Linked DNA regions of Mus musculus: regions 1, 3, 4, 5 and 6 are each linked to region 2. Evidence: chromatin contacts called from public Hi-C and promoter capture Hi-C data. All regions are on one chromosome and are shown on one strand. Each heading gives the region's core, a stretch centred on a gene start, on an enhancer-like site or on the middle of the called end of the contact. The rest is flanking DNA. Distances are from core to core; before and after follow the strand shown.

Region 1 (4,273 bases), core at 163-2,662, 1.3 Mb before region 2:
AAAGCACTAAAGTTAGTGGGTTTCTGGGTTACATTCTACGGTCACTAAGAACTTACTGTAGGGTTTTGAGAAACAAGTATAGGATATATATGATTCATATTTTATTTTAAAAATACCAGGTTTTAGTCAAGTGTACTGGCACATGCCTGTAATCTTACCTATTCTGGAGGCTGAGGTATGTAGGCTCTTTTGAGATCAGCCATGGTAAGACCCATGCACTCCTCAAGCTTGCATGTGAACTGTTGCCCAGGGGCTCAAGCTGAATGCTTTGTTCCTAGCTAGTGGCACTGTAGCAGTTGTAGAACCATTAGGAGTAAGTGTGTCACTGGGGGACCTTGTATGCTCTGCTCTTTATCCTGACCCTCCATGAGCTCCCACCGTCATGTACTGAAATCTCAAAAGTTGTGAACCAAAATTTTATAAAAATGTCCTTTCCATCTGCATTTTGTCAGCAATAAAAGGTCTTCACACCCTGTCTAATAAGTACAACATGAATCGTACAGTTTTTGTATGTTTCTGTCAACTACACAGCCAGCAACCTATTTTTCCAATATTAAGTTGAATATAACTGAGCTATGTTGAAGTCAACTTGAGAGTAAACAGTATTCATTAGTAGTAGGTATTGTGTACCTGAATCCAGGAGAGTGTTTATTATCTTGACTGAAACAGAAAGCATCCAGGGAACCAAAGGCACTAGATGTCTGGCTTTTCACACAAACTTCTGGCTGACAAGTCTTCCAGCTTCTATTCATTACAGTAAAATGTCAGTGGGTTTGCTGCTTCTAGCTGCAGTAAGAAAAAAGAAAATCTGAATTCTAACCACATCCTGGAACTTGCTGTTTACCACAAGTTTCTTGATGAAGGCTTTGCAGCATTTGTACTGTTACTTTTAGGGCCAGGAATCTCCTAAGATCCTGGGTCCCACCGTTGGTATCACAAAATAGAAGTTCCAGGTCTGTTTAGGTAAGTTCTGCATGCCCCGAAAGTGTCCTGCACGTTCACCTCTTAGTGAACTTATGAAGCAATGCTCAGAGCCTCCGGGTCCCCTGGGGCCTTAAGGGAGGGTAGCACTGTCACCAGGGCTTAAGTGCGGGGGTAGGAAAGGAAAAGTACTAGAAGAGAGTATGAACATTCCAGCATGAAACCCATTTGTATGGTAATTCTAAAATCTAGAGGATGTCAATTAAAGATGCCATCTACTTGTGGCAATTGCTTGAGACTGATAAAGGAGGTAAATGACGTTCATAGGGGTCGATGGAGAAAGGGGGCACCCTAGAAACAGCCAAGAGACACAGAGACTGCTTCAGTTGGAGCTGAGCAACATTCCAGGCCTGAGACGCAGGCGCCTGCAATGCCTTCCAGGAATTCTGGGAAGGCCTCTTCCACCTGCTGTGGGCGGGGCCTGGGTGGACCGAGGTTTCGGAGGGAGGTGACGCAGGAGCTATCCAGCACGTCAGCTCCCTGTTTTGGCCTAGATTGCAAGAAGCTCGCCCGCGGCCACACGGTGAGTTCCGCAGTGATGCAGGTGATGCGGTCCGACTTGTCGTTCAGCTGAAAGCGGGAGTGCTTGGGTTCCTTGGGTGTGGGGGAGCATGCCCTTCAGAAACCCTAGCTGGGGTCAGACAAAGGATGGATGCGGGGATTACAGGGGGTGGTTATAAATAAGGGGTGGGGGTGGAGTTCCGAGAGCAGCGATTGGGTAGTTCATCCGTGGGCTAGCCAGTAAAGAAAACATCCTGTATTCGGAGTTCATGAAGAAAGATGGAGATGATGGAGCCTGGTGCCCGCATCCAGCCCTTTTATCACAGCGGTAGATTGTGCTGTTAAAATAGCGGTCCTTGGCTCTTTGAAGAGCATGGTTTTAATGTCTGTGAGTTGCAAGGAAAGGCCGTTAGCTGCAGACAGATAAAATGAAGTATTTGTTTTAGGGAAGATATTTGGCTTGTTCCCTACCTTTTTATTCCCTATTCCCGTGTGAATGCTCAAAAGGGTTTATCTGACTATGGCCTGAAGCACCCATCCTGAACGAGCAGCTGCCAGGGAAGCTGTGTGAAAACTGTTTCCTTGTTCAGCTTCCCGTGGCTTCTACGGACACCAACATGTAAGGCAGATTTATCCCCCACCATGTCACTGTCTTTCCTCTCCCTGCTGCTTCTGCCTCCGCAAACCTTAACTCCCAGAACCGCTTATTACCATCAAGGGGCTAGACGTGCAGGGGGCTTACTAGGTACCTGGCTTTGCTCCATGCTCCTTACATGATTTTGATCTTTATCTTCACAGTAACTCTATAAGATAGATTGTTGCTATCCTTGGTCTGTAGAAAAGGAGGCTGAGGAACTTGCCCAGGAAGACCTAGCTGGTATGCAGTCAAGCGTCTCATGTTGCTTGCTTCCCTCATCACAGAGCAGGATAGGAGTTGGCGTACCTCTCTGCTCGGGATCTTCACCTATTGCCTGCTGGTCTGCTAAGTTCAAACACCCTCGGCCACTACTCCAGACCTTTCTCTGGGATGTTTTTTGATTGTCTGTTTGTTTTTTACTGTTTGGGTCTCCCTAACTCCCTTTTGTTATTCCTTTCTTTCCTTAAACTAGGAGATCTTAAAAATTACCACCCTCCCTATCTCAAATCCAAAAGTGCTTAGATTGCAAGGATCACAGACCATAGATGTGAGAACATATTCCTGTCCTTAGAATCCTCAGGTGTCAAGTTAGAGGGACTAGTTTATCCTAGACTCTTCTGTCTTCTTATTTCCTTCACACAGCGGTTTCCTACCTGGCTTGGACACAAAGCAAACCTCTAGGAATTTTTCATTTGAGTCTCCTTTCAGGGTGGTCCTTCAGCCTCAACTTGTGAGTCATAGTTATATCACCCCAGTTGTGTTATGGTTGCCCATTTTGGCCAAGTTATATAACTTGGTCCTTTCTTCTGCAGGTTAAAAATGGCCTCAAGGCTGGTCTCTGCTATGCTATCTGGCCTTTTGTTTTGGTTGATGTTTGAGTGGAATCCAGCATTCGCTTATAGTCCACGGACCCCTGACCGGGTCTCAGAGACAGACATCCAGAGGCTGCTTCATGGGGTTATGGAGCAGCTGGGCATTGCCAGGCCACGCGTGGAGTACCCGGCTCACCAGGCCATGAATCTTGTTGGGCCACAGAGCATCGAAGGTATGCACTCTTCCAAACTGACAGTGTTTCTATTGTATTTCTGAGGGTTTTTGTTTTGTTTGGTTTGGCGTGTGTGGGGGTATTGTTTTCTTTTTTTACTGGTAGAATCTTATTTAGACCAGACTTTCACTGAACTTCCTATGTAGCCAAGGATTACCTGGAGCTCTAATCCTACTGCCTCCACCTCCCCAGTGCTAAGACGGGGAAACGTATGAGGTTCTGAGGAAGGAAGCTGGGGCTTCAGGCTAAGCAAGCACTCTGGGCTGAGCTGCATACCTGGCACTATTTCTCCTGATATGTAATTTTCCCTACTAGGACCACCTCACAGTGCTGTCTGCTCCAGGGCTCTAGGTTGCTGTGAATAGTGTTGACACATGATGCCCATTTCTGTCTTGTTGCTGTCACTTTGAACCATTGATATGCTGTGTATTTTGGTTGACATTTGATTTCAGGAGTAGATTAGCCTAAATAACTTGAATCTGCAAGCATGCAACCATGGCAAATGGCTTGCATCAAGATAAATCAGATAGGACTCCTTGCCATTCTTTTAGGAAGAGTCTAAACTCTAAGTGGCACCAGTCACCTGTTCCTGTTTATTTAATTTTTTTTTTGAGATGGTAAATATCTGCTCTCTCCACTAGTAAAGTATATGGTTAATCACTCTGCTGTTGCCATGGGGAAGGGTCTCCCTGGTATCAAAAGCCTGTGTTTTTCAGAGCCTTGTTTTATTCACTCAGTCAGTATCCAACCGTGTATTGTCCTCCATATGCACTTTGCAGGATGCTGGGGCACCCCTGTCCTACGTGGTTCAGACTAACTGGGAGAAGGGAACTGACAAAAAGTCATTACGGTGTATTCTGATATGCACTGCTTCCATGGAACAAAGAGTAGGAGGTAGGTCAGGAATAGGAAACGCTTCTTAGGGGAAGTTCCATTTGGCCTGGGTCTTGAAGTTTGCATAGGAAATCCCCAGGGGAGTGTGGTGAAAAGGCACAGAGGAAGGAAAGAGGATGGATTACAGTGGATCTGTCCTTAATCTTGAGGTAATGAGCTGCCATAGCAACGTCAAGACTCCTGTAAGGGATGGGCATTGACTTGTGCTTCCATTG
Region 2 (3,877 bases), core at 449-2,948:
TGTGTGTGGGTGTGTGTGGTTTTTTTGAGACAGGGTTTCTCTGTGTAGCCCTGGCTATCCTGGAACTCACTCTATAGACCAGGCTGGCCTCAAACTCAGAAATCAGCCTGCCTCTGCCTCCCAAGTGCTGGGATCAAAGATGTGCGCCACCACTGCCCCGCAGAAAAAACATTTGCATTCTTGTGTTTATTTTTATTTACATGAATGTAGGGGGGGTGCATATACCGAGAGTGTGGGTGCCTTACAGAGGATTAAGAGCAGTTTGCTACTGTTCTGGAAAACATAACTGCCTTTAACGTGGGCTCAAAGGATCTGATGCCTTCTGGCCTCTGCTGGCACTACACTTATGTACACACACACACACACAGAGAGAGAGAGAGAGAGAGAGAGAGAGAGAGAGAGAGAGAGAGAGAGAGAGAGAAAGAGAGGAAGAGAGGAAGAGGAGAGAGAGACGGGTCCACGGGCGCAGAAAAACTAATATACTTCTTTAACAAAAACAAAAAATAGATATAAACAAATTCTTGTATTTTGCGAAATTAACAATTGCATTAAGGATAATAACACACTGCAGTAAAGGTGACTGTCCTGATAATTTGCTTATCACACTCAGTAAGCTCATGGTTCATACCACACATCTTTAGAAGGAATGGTTTCAGGGCTTCTTAGTTCCCAAGTAAGTTACTTTGGAGGAGTACATATCTAGAAGTTGTTTCCATTTGCAGTCTAATCATCCAGAGGGAAAGCAAAGGACGTAGACTGTGTGGAATCCTGCAGCTGGACAGTGGTCCCTACACAGCTGGAACGCTGTTGACTGCTTTCAGAGCACTGCACTAATCCTGATTTAGAGCACCAATGTGCCCAACATATAAGATATGAGTACAGAAAGGCCTTGGGAAGGTCGGTCAGTTTCTCCTCATTTAATCTTTAGGTACCCAGAATAGTCTCGGCGAGACTAAATACGAATCTGAAGAGTGGGAAAGATCTTAGAGGTCACCAATCCAAACCAAAATGAAGACATAATCTTCCCCCCATGTCCTTCCATCCAGGTATGGGTGACCACAGACACTGTTACCTAGGCAATGTGGGATGGGATAAAGGAAACGGAGGGCAGAGTAAACACTTCTGTGTAAATCTGTATTCTGGTAGACTTCGCTCCGCAGGAAGTCACTTCTGGGATAGCACGCCAGGCTGTAGCCCGGACACCAGGCGCCGCCGTTAGTCTCCATCAGACCATGGGACTCTGGCACCAGCAAAACGCGGAGGCCGGTCGCTTAGTCCTTCGGCCACAAGCAGCCAGGGGCTGAGCGTGCACGGTACACGTGCATGTCCCCTCTCCCTCCCCCCCCCCCCCGCGCGCCCTCCCGGCTCCATCCCGCGCAGGCGCTGTGCCTCGCGCTCCCCACACGCCGGCTAGCGGCCGCAGCAACCCGCGCTCCTTACCCGAGTGCTGGCTCCGCCGCCCCGGCCTCCAGGCTCCCAGCGGCCGCCTCGCAGGCCGCCACCTCCTCGGCCTCGGCGGAAGCCCCGGCCTCGGCCCCGCCGGCCGCCTCCGTCCCCGCAGCCTCCTCTCGCCAGCGCCGTCGCTGCCCCGACCGGCTCTCGGTCCCCTCCGGGCCGCTCCCGGCCTCCCCGCCGCCCGCGGCCGCCCCTAGCCCCGCGCTCAGCCTGCATGAGGCCGCCGGCGAGCAGAACGCGCGAGCCGCCGCGGAGAGCGCAGGCCCCACCGGAAGCAGCCGAGCGCCGGCCGTGGTGATCGGGGCGCGGGGCCCGGCCGGGGCGGGGACCACGAAGTGATCTGTAATAAAAGGACGCCATAAAGTCACTTTGTGTGATAGTTCTTAATTCATATGAGTGTTTGCATGACACAAAACCTAAGGTGTCCGATGAGTTTTTTAGTTAACCTGATTTAAAGAAGATAAGTCATTTTAAAGTCAGGATTTAGGAAGGGTTGAGGGTGAGTCCCAAGTCACAGGTCTGGACAGCGGCTCAAGTGGGTGGAGGGTCCGGTAGGGAAGGGGAAAGATGCTTGAAAATCTTGAAGAGAACTTGTAAACGTCGTTGCTGTAACTCACATTGAGCGCTTGATTCTCATAGGTACTTGCCCTTATTTTGCAATGAGGCAACAGTCCTAGAGAGCTTAACTCCCCTAGCAGGACTTGGTTAGACAGGGTCCAAAGACAAGGGTAGCGGGAAAGTTAGTTATAGAAAGACAAGAGAGAGCTGGGAACGTAGCTCAGTTGGAGAATGCTAAAATCGTCTTTGGCGTGAGAAAGAAAGAAAGAAAGAGAGAGAGAGAGAGAGAGAGAGAGAGAGAGAGAGAGAGAGAGAGAGAAAGAAACAACAGAAGCCGAGGTTAACAGAAGCCGAGGTTAATTTTGTCTTAAGGAAGCTACCTGAAAACAATGAAAGCAAGCCCAGCCATGGTGGTGCAGGCCTTTTAATCCCAGCACTGGAGAGCCAGGGGTAGGCCCATCTCAGAGTTCACAGCCAGTCTGCTTTACAGAGTGCAGGTCAGAGTTACAGGACTGCAAGGGCTACACAGTGACCCTGTCTCAAAAAAATAAAAATAAAGTAAAAGTAAAAGTAATTAATTAATAATAATAAAAGCAAAGGGATGGAATCAGCCTACCAAAAGAAATGTCACTTTCATCGCGTCTTAGGCCCCTTCCTTATAGCCATATATCACTTCTAATTGTGTACAGAATTATATACCAGTAGCACTATGTTCCGAATTGAAAAGACAGATTGGCCCCACCCTAAAGTCCTCAATTCACGTGGAAGATAATTATATAAACAAATGATTCTGCTCCAGTGAGCTGAATGCTGTGAGCAACTCAAGATCAAAGCTGGAAGTTGGCTTTTCTTAAGTAAACCCCCAAGGTACAGCCTGATGACTGAACTGGAGTTGACCCAGCTAACAGGTGGCAGGGAGTGGGGGAACCTATGTGATGAGAGAACCCCTGGAGGTTTGTCAGCTTAAGATAAAATGTCTTTTAAAATGGTTATCCCAGCTGGGCAGTGGTGGCCCACGCCTTTAATCCCAGCACTTGGCAGGGCAGAGGCAGGTAGATTTCTGAGTTCGAGGCCAGCCTGGTCTACAAAGTGAGTTCCAGTACAGCCAGGGAACCCCTGTCTCAAGGAAAAAAAAAAAAAAAAGAGTACTTGGTACCCACAGATACCTGAAGACAGCTTTGGATTCCCTAGGACTGGAGTCATGGATAGTCTTAGCTACCATGTGGATGCTGATAACCAAACCTTGGTCTTCTACAAAAGCAACAACTGCTCTTAATTGATAGGTTATTTCCCCACTGGTGAAAATTCAAGTCAGGGAAGTCACCACGGGGCGAGGGGGACGGGCTCATGGAAAGGAAAAAACAAATGTTTGGATTATATAGGGAAAAACCTCTGGGGGGGGGGGGGGGGCGCCCAGCCCCTGGGCTGGAAAGTTCAAGGCTAAGGGTAGGATATGCCAGGTAGGGACTGGGGGATGCTGGGAGAACTTCGAGGCAAGGTCTGGTTTGAAACTAAAATATGCACCTCAGTTCCTTGTCCCAGGGTCCCAGCCTTTTGTTGATAATGAATGGGTAAGGGGCAGAATAATCATCCATGACTGCTTCCTGCTGACACTGGGGTACTGTTATGGGGTGTGGGCAAAAAGCTGGGATGTTGGCCAAGTCCGGGAAGAGCTGGTCACTGCTGTCCAGGTTGTGGGACCATCTGGGGATAAGAGTGTGTAGGTCCAGTTGAAGCAGTCTCTGAGGCTGAGCCAGAGCACCGGTGGGTAACTGCTTTGTCGCTTTCCTGGATGCAGATTCTGAGAGAACACCTGGATGTTATGAGCAAAAGATAAAGTTAAGGAGTTTAGGGAGAAAAACTT
Region 3 (3,804 bases), core at 1,286-3,785, 1.4 Mb before region 2:
TAAAGTTAAGAATCCCTGTGTACCCTTTCTTCAATTACATTTACATAAACTTTCTGTTATTGAAGGGGTCCTTTGCTTTTGTTTAATTCCTTTTCACAAGTTGAAAGTTTATCTGGGTGGGACCTTTCCTTAAAGTCACTACTTCCTTTATTCTATTTACCACCAGGCTTTCTTTAAACATTTTATCACCTGGAGCACTAGACTTAGCTCCAGTACACTCTCTTTTCTTCTCAAACTGTACATTTTGCACTTCCCCTTGTCCAGCTTGTTCCTTTTCATTATATATCTGCATAAGAGTGACCACTAATAAACACACAACACAATCAATACTAAGTTGTCTTGCAGTCTTCTTGGTCAATGCCACTAATCCAAACCTTTTATCCTTGGGCAGATTTTTTTTTTTTTTTGAGAAAGGCAGAAAGCAGACACATCCTTCCACAAAATGTCATAATATTTTTTGTTGTTTTAAAAACAAAATCTCAATCATCCTGTTTTACTAAATGAAGACTCAGGAGCCAAAAAACCTACTAACTCCGAATGGCAGAGAACGCACCTAGCTGACCATCCTACTCAGGGACATCCCAAAAGGAAAAAGCCTTTCTCTTTCTCCATGGTGCACCTTTCAACTCAAAGGACGCTTCTGTTTATTTATTTATGTTCACTCCCTGTCAGTTTGGTTACTTGCTTTGCCTCTTGACCTAGGGTTGACTTTATTTAGCTCTGGATTAAAGGTGTGTGTTAGGGCTGAGCCACACCACAAGGTTTTTCTAGTTCACAATCTTGGGTTTCACAATGTGTTCAAATACCCTGAAACACTTCTGCTTCTCTGAAACCTCTTGGGCTGGGCCATCATCATCTACATTGCTCTCAGCACCATTGTGTTCCATGTTCCCAATAAGAAGACCCAGTAATATCCATTTCAAATGTTCAACTACCTTTCTAGTCCAAAGTCCTAACATCTACCATATTCCTATAACAGCATGGCCAAGCCTGTCACAATGATACCCTACTCCCTGGGACCAACTTCTGTTCCCAATTAGTTACTATCAGTGTGATGAAGCACTGACCAAAAGCAACATGGTGAAGAAAGAGATATTTAGCGTTATATATTCACATCACTGTCCATCATTGAAGGAAGCCAGGAAAGGAACTCAAACAGGACAGGAACCTGAAAGCAATAACTGATGCAGAGGCCATGGAGGAGTGCTACTTCCTGATTTACTCATTATAGCCTTCTCAAACTGATTTCTTACAAAACCGAAAACCACTTGCCCATGGATGGCACCACTCACAATGGGATGGGTCTTCCCCATCAATTACTTAGTAAGAAAATACCCTACAGCTGGAACGTGTGGCATTTTCCTCACTTGAGGTTCCCTCCCTTCAGATAATTTTAGCTTGTGTCAAGGTGACATAAAAACTATCCAGTGCATACATACATGGATGTAAATAGAAAGCACTATTTAATATTCAAAAGCTAACCTAAGCACCTTAAAAGGAATTCTTAGCCATCGAAGAACCAGAACAACGTGGCCTAGAGAAGGATATACACAACATAAGTTATTTTTATAGTTATGACTGAATGCATACACATTCTCTCTCTCTCTCTCTCTCTCTCTCTCTCTCTCTCTCTCTCATGTGTGTGTGTGTGTGAGAGAGAGAGAGAAAGAGAGAGAGAGAGAGAGAGAGAGAGAGAGAGAGAGAGAGAGAGAGAGAGAGAGTAGGATTACTGGTGTTTGGAAAAGGAAAGGCAGCTCTGGGAAACAAGAGGAGAAGGTGATGTCATGCATTTAAATCAGACAGCTGAGGTTTCAGTAATGGCAATGGCAAACAGGACTTCTGGTCCTTTAACCAAGTCCCACAGAGGTAAACTATTGCTGCAGCTGCCTCCTACAGCTCCGTATTCCTCCACTACTCTCTCGTGACAAGTCATCTTTGTTGTGCTTAATTACCTTAATTACCTTATGTAAGAAAATTTAATAATACCACCAGTCTCCCAAAGAAGGACCAATGGCTCACAGTTCCAATTCCCTTCTAAGACCTTGGGTCCGGGTCTCAAAAACAAAACAAAACAAACAACAACAACAACAACAACAAACGGCGTTTGTGATTCATAACTAAACTTGACTCCTCCCGCCTTCCGTAGAATCGGTTTTCCCTATGACGGGACCTTTAGCTTTAGTGGAGAAATGAAAGGGCGGAAGTGGGGGGAGGTTATGAGCTGTCTATTCGGATCTCCGAAGTATATTGTCCGAAGAGCAAAGCAAACATATTTGAACACGTTTTTGACATTTTTCTTCCAAAGAAATAGGCAAAGAGAAAGAGGAACTCACTCTCTTCACATTTCTTAACCCTGATCTCAACGCTCGCTGTGCTTTCGGCTTTGCCGGAACCTTTTAGACAGGCAGCTCCTGGCCACCCCAAAGGGTCCTCATTTTGAAAACAGGAGCGGGCCAATCGGATGCGGAGCGCTGTTTGGCGCTGGCATTTGAGCCACTGCTCAGGTGCGGTCGCGTCGGGTCTGATGTGTGCCGAGAAGGTGGGGCGCTGGCGGAGCCGAGTCACTAAGCTTTAGCGGGCCGGGGCCACAGGCAAGGCTGATGGGCTAGGGGAAAGGCTGCGTGTGAGACGGGGTGACGGCGGGGACCAGCCCGGGCAGGGACCGGGACTGGGGATCCCTGAGCAGCCGGCTGGCCCGGCTGGAGGGAGTAGCTTAAGGTTGCATTTCCATCTCAAGAAATCAGAGCGGGGAAGGCCACCCTGCGGGGAAGAGGATAAGTGGAAGTGTCCGGAAGCGAGAAACTAGCTGCAGGCGTTAGTCTGGGGAAACGGAAGAGTCAGAAAAAAGGGAAGTTTGTGGAAGTAACTGACAGGGCTGAGCGACCCGGAAAGAAGGCTGGTGGAAGTGAAACAAGAGTGAAGAGAGGCGCGAGAGAAGAAGGTCTGTGTAAGTGGATCGAGGGAAAGTGGAGGAAGAGTGCCAGAGGTGGCTGGAAGGCAGCGGAGCAGAGCGAGCCTGAGGGCGTTTGGCAAGTGGAAGAGTTGGTTGGTGGCAAAGAAAGTCAGGACCCGGAGTCGGCCTCGGAGAGTAGGCGACGTGTTCGGGATGTGGGATCAGAGACTGGTCAGATTGGCCCTGCTGCAGCAGCTTCGAGCTGTCTATGGCATTAAGGTCAAGGGTGGCCGCGGTCAGTGCGATCGCAGGAGACATGAAACTGCAGCTACGGAAATAAAGGTAAGTTACAACGTGTTGGGACAAGGGCATACCCATTTTATTCTGGATAAGAAAGACACGTGGTTAGAATGCAGTCTCGGTGGTGATGATCAGACGTGCCTCCCTATGTTGCCGTGGGTTTTTGTTTTGTTTTACAGTGCTAGGAATAGGATACCAGGCTCCCTACTTAAATACTGTGCCACCGATCTGGTAATCTGTCGTGTTTTAAACAAGCAGTATGTGGGGGAGGGGAACACACTATCCTGTCAGGCTGGGGTGGGCAGTCAGAACATTTCAAACGAATCATTAGGGAGACAGTCAGGCCAAGTTTAGAAATAGGCTTCATAGGATCCTTCTGTATCCAGCAATTTACGAAGAGGCCTGCTGCCCGACATTTTCGCAGTTTCTGATCTCTTTAGCAGAGTAGACATTACCCACCCAACATCAACATTTGTCCTTGACAAAACAAAGCTGTTTTTTTAACAAGCAAATTGAGAAACCAGAGTTGGTTGAAGTTTTTTGTTTTGTGTTGTTTTAATCACTCACTTTTGCTAAAGTCTCAGGATCCTCACCTCCACCCCCTGCTCCCC
Region 4 (4,008 bases), core at 914-3,413, 1.3 Mb before region 2:
ATTCTGTGAATAAATGGGTGAAGCAGAAGAAGAGACAGTTACAAACCAGTAGCCAATCAGGACAAACTCCTCTCACATTACGTCAGAGTAGTTGGAAAGTGGCTTCAGGAAGTAGAATCTATCATTTAGTTACCCTTGCTTAAGCACCTCAGATTTGAGAGTTTCACTTGGGCCTGGATGTGATGGCTCAGACCTGTAATCCTAGCCCTTAGGAAATAAACAAAGACTTGTTGCAGGGCCAAGGCTAGCCCAGACTACATTCTGAGACCCTGTCTAAATTCCCCCTAACTCAACGCCATCAAAGTTTAATTTGAGTAACTAGTTGAGCGATCCTTATTTCCCTCTTATTAAAAGCAAGTTTTGATTGTGTGATTAGGCTTAAAGGGTTCTAAAGAATCTGTCCTCTGTTACTTTCATCCAGATTACATAATGGTTGACAACCAGTGGTTGTCACCTGTGGAAATGCAGATACAAAGACCAAAAAAGTGCCTATCTACATAAATATTTACAAACATTCTAGACTCCAAACTGAAGAGGCTAAGGCCTCTGCTGCTGTGTCCACAGAGGTTATATTCTCAGCACTTGGCCCAGCTGACAGTCCTACTTAGTGCAAATATGCCTAACTTTCTCAGCCCATAGGAATTTATCAAAGCCCAGTTACGTTAGACATCATATTTTGTGTCATGTAATCAAAGCAACCAAAATAGAAAAGGCCACACTCTCATGCAGTTTACATTCTAGAAAATACTTGGGTGACAGGAAGTGATAGATGATGATGAAGAAAAATGATGTAATGACTGGGAGATGAAATGGACTGTGGAGAAAACGCTAGGCTAGCATCGGCGTTCCAAAAACTAACACTTTGTTTAAGGAGGGTAATTTCCCCTCTTTGCATTTGTTATTTGGAATAGTTCATATGAGTCAGGAAGGGGCATGTAATTAAGGTTTGACTTTAGATGAGAGGGAGTTAATGAGTTTATAAAATAAACTCCCTTTTCTCTGGGGGAAATTATTCTCACACCGGCTCCGAGCACCCTCTTGGTGGGCTCCAGTGAACTCCGCATTCACTGCATTAGAACTCCGTGGGCTTCGGGACTCATAACTCTGCTTAAGTCCACTTGACCAGGATAGATCTTGAAGCTCATCTGATGGCTCTACTCTGTAGACAACTATTAACTGTGGAACAGTGTGTGTGTATGTTTGGGTATGTGCGTGTGTGTGAAGTGCACTAAGAGTATACAGATACAGCTTGCCATTTGCAAAAAGTCATTCAGAACGTCCTAATTTTTGAGATATTAACAGAGGTTCCCTTCTTGCTTCAGTTGCTTTGTGTGTGTATATATATGTCAAATATATATTTATATTATATATTCCATATATATATATGAACAGTACCTGTTAGGTGTTCAGTATATTTCTTACTCCCTCCCCTAACACTTGATAAAAAGGACTGAGTGCTGGGGTCCTTTTAGTTCATTCTTCTGCCACACACTCAGCTCAGGTAGATGGGCATCTGAGCAGAAGGAGCCAGTGCCAAGAAGAAGAGGGTATCCTTTTGCAGGCTGTTAGGGAGCCCGCCTGGGTTAACACCAGCTCAAGGGTTGACACCCTTTACGTTGGGGGCCTCGGGAAGATCCTTTAAGGCTCCTGCTTTGTCTGACCAGACTGTCCAACGGTGCCATTCAGCACAATGGTGAGGAAACACCTAGCTTGTCACGACCCGCTCCGTTGCTCTGCTCAGCGCAGCCGGGACTCCTGAGCGTGGAGCCCCATGCAGGCGAAGTTCAGCCTGCTAGAGAAGCCCAGACCTGGGGCTGGAAAGGGATGAGGGGCTAGAAGCCGGGGTGGGGGGATTTCCTCCCTCGCTCCCCTCTCCAACGGGAGCGGAAAATGTGATTTGCTGTGCATTCCAGGCGCGGTTCCCTGGGGTGACCTCTCCCACCCAGACGGGCAGGGGCAGGGGGGTGGGTGTAGACAAAGAGGCGAGGCGGGCGGAGAGGGGACCCCGCAGGGAAGCAGGAGGGGTGCAGTGGGCGGGGGCACTACCGGGAAAGGGGGCGGATAGCGGGTCCCGCGGCGGCGACGGCGCCTGACCAATGGAGAGACGCAGTCCCCGGCGCTTGGCTGGCGGCATTTAAACCGGAGACCGGGAGATGCCCGACACTAGGTGCGCCCTTCGCAGACCTGGAGACCCAGAGTACCGTGGTAGCGGCGCTCTCCTTCGTCTTCCTCCCGCGTCGAGCCCAAGTGGCTCGAGCCGCGGTCTCACGCAGCGCCACTCGTCCACAGCGAAGAACCTGAGGACCCACGGAAGTGACAGGTGAGCGCGGCGGTATTCTGGTGTGTGTGTGTCTCTGTGTGTGTGTGCGCGCGCTCGCTCGCGTGTGTGTTGGTATGAACCCAGGCTAGCCAAGGAGTCCCCAGGGTTCATACCATCTCGAATTCTTCTCAGTTGTGACACAGCCCCTTGGTGCACCAAAGACCCTTGAGTGCGCATTAAAGAACCGAACCTGGTCCTTCCTGCCGCAGAGGTAGATGTGGTGACTGAGGGGCACTGGGTCCACGGGGGAGGGAGGAAGGTAGAGAGAGAAGTTGTCAAAAAAGTGCATCCCGTTTCCATGTGCTGGAACCCTGCAAACTCGGTCCTGGTGCTTGAAGCACAGAGCCCGCGGGAGTCGCCTGCCGGGACAGGGCACTGTTGCCGAGTCAGAGCCCCGGAGCTGGCATCTCTGTGAGCTGAAGCCGACCTCGCAGCAAGTTGCAAGCAGAGACAGCCTTGAGAGTTGGGTACAGGGCTGGGACAGGGGCGTCTGTAGGAGTGGCGGTCCCAGGGCTTTGAGTGGTAACTGCTAAGGACTTGGGAATTGGTGGCGTGTGCATTTGCGGGTATGGCAGATGCAACTGAGGCTGGTAAGACAGAATCCGCGCGGCTTAACAAGTCGGGGTCGGGTACCTCGAAGCTTGAGTGCACGCGCCACACACTCTTGTGCTGGCTGTGCTCCGGCCGGCGCGTGGCTGTCTTTTTTGAGCCTCTTGGGGGGTTCCACGCTCTCATCCTCCATACAGCAGACCTGCAGGCGCCGGGCAGCCACTACTGGCTGTTTCCCACTTCCGTAGATGCTGGCCGATCTGTACCCCACAGGCCTCGGTAACGCCTCGCTGCGCCTCGCTAGCGACTGCGCTCTACTGCGCGCTTTGCCTCTTGCTCCTCGCTCGCTGCCGCTGCTGTGAGCCATTCCGGTGAGCCCTCTCTAGCTCCTGGTAGAAGTCTAGAGTGAAGGGAAAGGCATGTGGCTGTCATCTCCCTGGTCCTACTTATTTCCTGAATTCTAGTTTGGGAAGAACAACTTCTCTATAGCCCTGGACTGGCTGTTCCCTCTCTGGCGTTCTTCAGCTTAGTGTTTGCCTATGCCCGGCTCTGGCAACCATCCACCAGCGAGACTGGCTGGGGAGGATGCGAGATGACTAGCCTTTCGTCCGAGGACCTTCCAGAGAACCTTAGGGGGCTCTCTGGTCTAGCTCAGCAGCCGTCTTTCCCCTCCCCAGTAGAATCCAAATCCCTACCCTTTGATGGAGAAATATAGCCTAGAAGTGAGGGGTTAAAATCTCCTCTTAACTGTTGGAGGGCAGAATGACGACCATCAGTAAGTAATTGGATCTCTTGGTGGAAAGAGCAAACCCAAGTGGTGCGCACGTCTGTTTATGTTCCCCTGAGATGGTGCCAGGATACGAACTGATTAAAACAATCTACTGTGTTCAATGGGTCACCAGGGCTTTAAGCTGTCCCAGGAACTCCAGAGTAGTGGTTTCCTTCTGACTGCTCTTACAAGTTAAATAAATAGCGTAGAAGAGGTTAAGATAACCCCATCCCAGGGTGAGGGCTCTTCTTTCACCCCAGGGCTGCCCTCTCCTCACCCCCTCCCCTTTTTCTTTTTGGGACAAGGCAGGCAGGCGGCACAGGGCACTTGGGAGTACAGACTTTTCAAAGCAACGAAGGAAAAGGATCTT
Region 5 (3,814 bases), core at 144-2,643, 1.5 Mb after region 2:
TTCAGATGATCTCACAACCTGTTACTAATGAAATAAAAAGTACCCAGAGAACTGCCTTATTGAATCTATCTACTTTATAAGTAACCATAACAAATAATAATTAATCACAATTTAAAGTTTCTGGGGTCTATATGTCTCTGAATAACGGGAATGCCTTTTTCCTTGAAGCTGATATTACTACATTTATCATCTTTGAATCATTCAACAAGTATGAAGACAGAGAAAAATTAACAATAATTCAAATTATTTGAGATTTTAAAAATTGTGAAATTTCATTATCATTTTAAAATCTACTTTTATTTGGACCTTCAGTTTATTCTAAATTAATTGGTCTCACACAATTTCAAACTTAGGAACCAACAGACCCTATTGTTGCATGTCTGTTCAATAATACCTTATGTAACTTGTTCTGGGAGGAATTTGGGATCAGGAAATCATGATTATATGAAAAGAGAGAGAGAGAGAGAGAGAGAGAGAGAGAGAGAGAGAGAGAGAGAGAGAGAGAGGGAGGGAGGGAGGGAGGGAGGGAGGGAGGGAGGGAGGGAGAGAGAGAGAGAGAGAGAGAGAGAGAGAGAGAGAGAGAGAGAGAGAGAGAGAACACTGGAAACCATTTTGAGCTGGTTCTTACCCTCATTTAACCACTGCATGTGTTTCTGCCATGATTGCTTCCTCTCTTTGACTGTTAGGTATCTTCATTTCCCAATTTGTGTTCCCAAACACTGTTTCCATTTGTGTGATAATGGAACTTGTGTGTTGCTGTGAGCTTCAGGTTCTTTTTATAATATAAGATTATTTTTATGGCTTTTTAATTATGATTATATTGAGTACCATTGTTGATATTTCTTCAGCATCTGTTAGAAAGAATTAAACCTTTCAGTATCGCACAAAAAATTAAAATCGAAGTAGCTGAAGCAGAAAAAAAACTTAAATGTTGCATGCTAGAACTTAGTGCTTATCTAAGGCAGATCATGGATGTTGTGGTCTCTCCCACATGAATATTTAAGAAGGAAGGATGGAAACAGAACTACATCTGTTAGTATCCTCTTGTCAGGACAGATGCCAGCTTCACCCTTCTTTATTTACAGACCAACTTCGAGGAAATTAATACTGGTGCCTGGGTTTGATAAGGAGGTTTAGAGCTTGAAAATGAGTGCATTAGTGATAGCTCTAAAGGAATGCTTGGATTTATGCCTTGTCCTTAAGAAATTTCTTCCTCTCCCACGTGCACCAAACCCCTTACAACACCCACCCTCACTGCAGCACTGAGAAACAGCCGGGATGTGGGGTTATTTCAGAAGTAGCCACTGAGGGGAGCCGGCCACGGACTGCCCTCCCACGTTGCTATGACGATGAGACTGGCGGGCACACAGCCTTCAGAGCTAAGTGCTGGCTAAAGCAGGTGTCAGATTGCGATGAGCTTGGTGGCTCTGGGATTACTCAGAGCCCCAGGAGTGTCTCTGGAAAGTCTGGCTGCAATTCCTCTGCATCCCTCTCCGACAGCTCCTCAACTCCTTTGGATCGCGCAGAGTGAAAATGGTCCACCACTCAGGCTCCATTCAGTCCTTTAAACAGCAAAAAGGTCAGTGAGAATTCTCTCTCTCTTCCCTGGGGGCACCACATCCCGCTCTGCATCTCCTTGCAAAAGCATCCTTTTCACTCGTGTATTGTGTTGAAGAGCTGTGGAACTCTGTAAAGTTAGGACCCCATTTTATTAATGTTTTATCCTGCAACGGAGATAAGTCTGATATCCGGAGCCGCACAGCGCCCGGGAGGGAACAGAATCTGTCATGTCAGGACTTGTTTGTTCATATCGCTTAAGTCTCCTTCAGTGCATTGCAGTGAACTGTTTAAACAGATAAGGTTCCTGCAGTACCCCTGGGTTTGAAGAGTGAAATTTTGGGTTATATTTGCCTCAGTATGCGCTTCTAGTACCCTGTAAGATTCACAAGAGCAGAATTTATTACTTGTGCTGAGCTTGAAAAATTGTATAATAAATGCATTCGTGGAAAAATCCCAGCGGTTGACTGGTCCCAGATATAATTTCCTTGGAAAACTTTCTCTTCTGACCCCACTTTTATTACGGGTTTCCGACTTTTATGTGTATTTGGGTCTTCCTGGAACTTCCCAGACCACCGTTTAGCTTTCACAAAATTTTCACTAGTTGCGTGGGCATGGTCAGATCAAGAATGTTTTTTTTTAATCACTCTTTGTTCTGCTTTGTTATTTAAATGGCTTCTCATAAAGCACATATTTCTTTAACATAGATTCTGGAAATGGTATTCTCTTATGCAGTTATTCAACATTAATGCCATTTACTGAATGAATAATGGTAATTATGATGCATTTGTTAATATAATCATTAAAATATGTAATTTTCAAGTATTCATTCCATTTTCACTGAAATAAAAATTTATTGAAATCTTACTTCTAAAATTCTTTCTCCAAATGACTGCTTTATGGTATCTCTTTGGCTTTGTTTCTAAACAAACAAACAAACAAACAAACAAAAACTTTGGATATCCCCAGAATAACCTAGTCGGGATTTATTCTTCAGGCAGCATATTGTGCTGAAAGAACTTCCCATCAGGAACTGTAATCTGCATGAATCCTCTTTTGAATGTATGTTGGAATTAGGTACAAAGTGAGAGACGGTGGGAGTAGGTGAATTTGGGCTCCTGTGAAGTTCTATTTAAGCTCAAAGTGTTCTAAGGAAAAATAAAATACTTCAAGAAGTTTTATTTCCTTGCCTCATTAAACATGTATAAACATTATGGGGGAAAAAGAAAGATATGGAAAACTTGAAACTGTCTCATACTGTTACTTTTTAATGCTTCGGGGGACCCTGAAACTTGAAATGTCCCCCCAAAATATCTTACTATGTGAGAATATTTATGTTGTATGTTAAAGAGCAAAAGCCTCTCAACTTTGAGACTGTTTGTCATTGTTCAAAAGAGTGATAAACTGTACATATCATGGCATTTCGTAGTGTTCCTTTATGGTGCATCATGAGCCATTTTTTTTTTTTTTTAATTTCACTTTTTGGCACACAAAAAAAATTATCATTAGTGAAAAGGTAAACATGAGGAAAAGGAAGGACAAACAAAGGAGCAAGATTAATTTTTATCTAAATGGTTTTAGTTTATGTTGTCTCCTAAAATATGTCTTTCCTCTGCTTTTCTCCCTCCAGTCCTTCCAGGTTCCTGGCCATTCATCCCTCCCATGTCCCTTCCTACACTCAAGTTGACACCCTGTTTTTCTCTGATTATTATTGCTACATACAGACACATATTGAGTGCTTATGCGTGGATATATAGATAGATACAACCTTTTGAGTCTGGCTGTGTTGTTTGCATGTATATGCTACCAAGGCTGACCACTCTGATTTGAATAACCACGAAGGGGTTCATCCCTGGGAGAGGCTAAGTCTCTGCTCAACAGTCATTTGTTGTTCTAGTTCTTTCTCTAGGATGGGACCTGCTAAGCAAAGATAATTCACAATAAGGATCAGCTATTTTAATTTTGCAAATAGGAGGAAGACACGCTGACCTGGGAGTGTTTTCCTGAGAACAGTGTATATTAAACTGATGGAAATTCTGTCCTGAAAGTTTGGTGTCTTGGATTTTAGGTTTGCCTTTGTCACTAGATAAATACCTTTAGAAAAGTGTTTTATCTACCTTTTATGTTAATTTATGAATAATATGAAGACTCTTGATTTCTGACCTGTTATTCTCCCTCTTAATTAGCCTATATTAAATATAATAATTGAGGGACTTTATGCCATATTTTCACACATGCAATGTATTTTGATCATGTA
Region 6 (3,711 bases), core at 84-2,583, 1.7 Mb before region 2:
AGTTTGTAAATGGGATGGGTGTGCTAACCCAAGAATTATAAAATAAGTGACCAAATAAGAACCAGGCTAAAGTTTTAAACAGTTATTTCCCTAGTGAGGATAAAAGCATAAAACTCACAAGAAGTTGTGAGTTCAGCATCATGGACCATTGGAGGAACATGAATTACACCTATACTGTGATGTACCACATACGTAGTATGCCTAAAACAACTTTAAAAACTATCCATATTAAAAGTCGGTAAGGGAAAGAAGACAACACAAGTCTCAAATGTTAGCAAGGCACAACTGCTTTGGAAAGACAGACATTTCTTAAAATGGCAAACATACACCATTGAATGTGTTGCTTCAGAGGAAATGTATGTCTACATAATGACTTAGAATCGCCTGTAGAGGACTTTCTTGTAGTAGTCAGCAACTAGAAACAATCTAAACGCATATCAACATATTACTAAATTTATGGATTGTAGTATGTCTGAAAAGTTGGCTATTATTTAGCAATACAACTGAATCAGTGACTGATATGAACAACACAGATGCATCTCAAAATAATTTTGAGTGACCAAAAAAGAACATATTCTAAAATGTATGTAAAATAGTTTCTTTTTAAATTTTATTTTTACTTTTATTTCATGTGAATTGGTGTTTTGCGTGCATGTATGTCTGTGTGAGGGTGTCAGAGCCTCTGGACCTGGAGTTACAAACAATTGAGAGCTGCCATGTGGCTTCTGGGAATTGAACCCAGGTCATCTGGAAGAGCACCTGGTGCTCTTAACCGCTGATCAATCTCTCTTTTATTCCTCTGCAAATTTGCATAAAGTTTATATAAAATTCTGTAGTTAACAGTGACCCAGAGGATCCATGATAGTAGAAGACTGTGTGAGAAAAAGGGGTGATAGGTTGAAGGCAGAAGGACACATAGTAACTTTTAATGGCTTTGGGTAATCTCATTGCCATGATTCTGGTGATACAATAATAGATAGACAACTATTTCAAAGTGTATTAAGTTTTACACTTGGTTTATGTTTATTGTATGGCAATCAGTACTTCCAGGCAGTTTTTGAAGTCACACGGTGCCTCAAATTCTAAGAGTATGGGTTTTGCTTTTTACTATATTTTTCTTTAGCGTTCAAATAAAGTCGACATCCTATTCTTTCAACTCCCACCTTTATTAATCACATTCAACACATCTTTCAGCCCCCTCTCTCCCTATGACCCAATCCTACACGCTGTATGTTATCTTTCTTCCTTCCACTAGGGGGCAATAAAGAGACAGGTAAAGGCAGCCTACTTTCTAGCTCAAGCTTAACTCTTGCCTTGACTTCCGGGCCCACTAGTTCTGCTTCCGGGGAACGCCGGGACTTCTCAGGTTCCGGGAGGAACCGTGGGAGCCCAGCGTGTCTGTGCCGGGCGCTCTGGCACCTCGGGGCTGGGTCGCCGCCGCTGCTTGAAAGCTTTCGAGAGTCGCCGCTACGAGCCTCTGGTCAGCTTCAGTGGCGATCGCTGCGATGGCGGCTCCTGCGCAGCCCAAGAAAATCGTGGCCCCCACGGTGTCCCAGATCAACGCGGAGTTCGTCACTCAGGTGAGCCCCGGCGTGCCCGCTTGTGTAAGGAGGGATGCCGAGGACCTAAAGCCCGGGATTGGGATTGATTTTGATATCTTGTGTACGTGCAAGTTGCTAGTTAAACATTGGAAAAGCTGCAGTGAAAGAGGCCGCTCCTCGTTAGACCACAAAGCGTGCTTCTGAATTGTATTACTCTGACAAGACTCTGTCTACAAGTAGATCGCTCTATGGCAGTTAATTGTCATTATAACCTTTCATTTAGGAGACAACAGAGCCAATTCCGGGCCTGTAGCCTTTCACATCCTTGTTAATTCTTAGGAAATTATTGAGAGTGTAAGTGCGGGAAAATTTAAGCCCTCCCGCGCCTCTTCTGGCTCCGCAGATTTGTCAGGGCAGAAGCCTAGAAACTGTTTCCATTCGCTTAGCCCCAGCATGTCTACACAGTGTTTGTCTGTATTTCTGGACCTCTCTCGCCCAAAGATGCCTTCCCCACTAAGACTTGTTGATCTGTCATATTTCCTCTTGCCCTCCTGCAGCCTGTTCTTCAGATTGCTCCAGAGTGCTCACTGGTGCAAACCTGCTCACATTACTTGTCTTCCTACAGTGTCCCGTAAACAATTCTGATTGTCCCTGGGATAATGACTGGAATCTTTGAAAGTGCTGTGATCTGGCCTATGCTTTTACCCAAAGTGCCCTTCCTTTCTTCTTTCCTCCCTTCCTTTCTCTCTGTACCTGTCTGTCTGTCTCTCCCTCCTTTCCCCCCTAATTTTATGCTTTTATGGCTATAGCTGCGGTTACTTGAATATGCCATGGTAACTAAAAAGTGGATCCTGTTAACTTGGTTTTCTTTATTTTCATCCTTTTATACAATATTAGAGAGGCTATCCCGACTTCTTAACCGCATTAAAGCTAAATGCAGATAAGTACACAGTTTGAGAAAGAACACAAAAACAGTCCAGGCAAGTGCTGATACCTTAAAGTTTGAATGTAAAGAAAGAGCTAGAATGACAGGAACACATGAACCGAGAGGGAAAGTGCGGAGGAGAGATGGTGCCTGTCTTTCATTCCCAGCATGTGAGATGTGAAGACAGTGGGGAATGGAGTTCAAGGCTAGCCTTGTCTGTTTTGAGGCCAGCATAGGGTTCACAAGAAAGTTTTCACATTGTAGAAGGTCTCTTATAAAGTCTGCTGATTGTAAGATATTGAGCTGTAAATGAAAAGAACACACAGGTACCATCTTCTCTGTTTCACTTCAATGAGGATGAATAATCAGTGAAATGTTTATAATACAGAAATAGAAGAATATATTGAAACTGTTTACAACCTGAAAGATGGAAGCGTTAGTTGTCCGTTAGTGTTGCAGAAGCTTCTTGGAAGAAGAACACTTCAGACGTGGTTTCATTTGTCCGTTCATCTTTCTGTCTGTGTGTCTGTCTAGTGATACACCAAGCATTGAAGTCTACCAGACAGTGCAGTTACCTATTAAAAAATGTGCTCCCTAGAGTTTCTGGTTTTTTAAAAAGAGATTTTGTTTTGTTTTTAAAAATCAGTAAGAACTATTTTGTTTTTCAATTTTAATTTTTAATTATGTGTTTGGGGTGGGGTGGTATGTGCTGGTGAGTGCAGTTATCTGTGGAGGACAGAAGAGGCTGTCAGTTCCCTAGAACTGCAGTTGGAGAGAGTTGTAAGTCACTCAGGATAGTACTGAGAATACAATCAGGCCCTCTGGAAGACCAAGTACACTTAACTGCTGAGCCACTTCTTCACCCCCAGTCTATGTTTCTTAACAGTTGTATAGTCCACTTCAAATTCTGGAGAGATTATATATATATGTATTTAAATTTCTAAGCAAAGCTTGACCTGCTAAAATATACAACACCAACTTCTAATAATCAGCCTTTCTACTCCATTTCTTAATGATTTTTGTCTACTTATGTCTGGGTATAGTAGTCATTTAAAGGCTTATTTCTTTACATATCAACATTAATGAATATTTTGAAACTGTTTTTAAATATTTAGTCAACTGATGACTAACTAACCATGGGCAGCTCACTAAATCTCTTGAGCTCTGGATTTCCTTATGACTGGACCAAAAAATGTTTTACTCTGATTATAGACAAGCCAGGGGCTTGGGATGCTTGGGTGTTTT

What was found. Promoter capture Hi-C pulls out the DNA fragments that hold promoters and counts their contacts. Hi-C and Micro-C count contacts between places; a contact is called where the count stands out from the background. Capture Hi-C pulls out chosen DNA fragments and counts their contacts.
Region 1: a contact with region 2 is called in a Hi-C map of the N1E-115 cell line, with 3 times the contacts expected there. The contact joins the promoter of Scg5 here to the promoter of Aven in region 2. A contact is called at or near these places in 6 of 39 promoter capture datasets (the 3T3-L1 cell line, cranial neural crest, hippocampal neurons and 2 more), 2 of 484 Hi-C or Micro-C datasets (CD4 T cells and the N1E-115 cell line) and 2 of 115 datasets of contacts at active chromatin or transcription factors (astrocytes and embryonic stem cells).
Region 3: a promoter capture Hi-C map of adipose tissue shows a contact between it and region 2, with 3 times the contacts expected there. The contact joins the promoter of Arhgap11a here to the promoter of Aven in region 2. A contact is called at or near these places in 8 of 39 promoter capture datasets (the 3T3-L1 cell line, cranial neural crest, frontonasal cranial neural crest and 3 more), 2 of 484 Hi-C or Micro-C datasets (CD4 T cells and uterus), 6 of 115 datasets of contacts at active chromatin or transcription factors (embryonic stem cells, large pre-B cells and stem cell-derived neural progenitor cells) and 2 of 9 other capture datasets (adipose tissue and macrophages).
Region 4: a promoter capture Hi-C map of hippocampal neurons shows a contact between it and region 2, with 4 times the contacts expected there. The contact joins the promoter of Grem1 here to the promoter of Aven in region 2. A contact is called at or near these places in 5 of 39 promoter capture datasets (the 3T3-L1 cell line, 3T3-L1-derived adipocytes, hippocampal neurons and 1 more) and 2 of 115 datasets of contacts at active chromatin or transcription factors (astrocytes and embryonic stem cells).
Region 5: a promoter capture Hi-C map of hippocampal neurons shows a contact between it and region 2, with 4 times the contacts expected there. The contact joins the promoter of Ano3 here to the promoter of Aven in region 2. A contact is called at or near these places in 2 of 39 promoter capture datasets (the 3T3-L1 cell line and hippocampal neurons).
Region 6: a promoter capture Hi-C map of liver shows a contact between it and region 2, with 6 times the contacts expected there. The contact joins the promoter of Aqr here to the promoter of Aven in region 2. A contact is called at or near these places in 7 of 39 promoter capture datasets (the 3T3-L1 cell line, the C10 cell line, hippocampal neurons and 2 more), 1 of 115 datasets of contacts at active chromatin or transcription factors (astrocytes) and 1 of 9 other capture datasets (liver).

What each region holds. Positions count from the first base shown.
Region 1 is chr2:113,826,230-113,830,502 of GRCm38.p6, reverse strand. It overlaps Scg5 (secretogranin V), which reads left to right and starts at 1,412. Exons shown (of 6, transcript NM_009162.3): 1 at 1,412-1,504; 2 at 2,932-3,164. The coding sequence starts at 2,939.
Region 2 is chr2:112,490,785-112,494,661 of GRCm38.p6, reverse strand. Aven (apoptosis, caspase activation inhibitor) reads right to left here and starts at 1,698. Exons shown (of 6, transcript NM_028844.3): 1 at 1,441-1,698. The coding sequence starts at 1,671. It also overlaps a transcript of Chrm5 not described here.
Region 3 is chr2:113,847,392-113,851,195 of GRCm38.p6, reverse strand. It overlaps Arhgap11a (Rho GTPase activating protein 11A), which reads left to right and starts at 2,535. Exons shown (of 12, transcript NM_181416.3): 1 at 2,535-3,235. The coding sequence starts at 3,107.
Region 4 is chr2:113,756,803-113,760,810 of GRCm38.p6, reverse strand. It overlaps Grem1 (gremlin 1, DAN family BMP antagonist), which reads left to right and starts at 2,163. Exons shown (of 2, transcript NM_011824.4): 1 at 2,163-2,320.
Region 5 is chr2:110,947,823-110,951,636 of GRCm38.p6, reverse strand. It overlaps Ano3 (anoctamin 3), which reads left to right and starts at 1,393. Exons shown (of 27, transcript NM_001128103.2): 1 at 1,393-1,579. The coding sequence starts at 1,534.
Region 6 is chr2:114,172,961-114,176,671 of GRCm38.p6, reverse strand. It overlaps Aqr (aquarius), which reads left to right and starts at 1,333. Exons shown (of 35, transcript NM_009702.3): 1 at 1,333-1,580. The coding sequence starts at 1,506.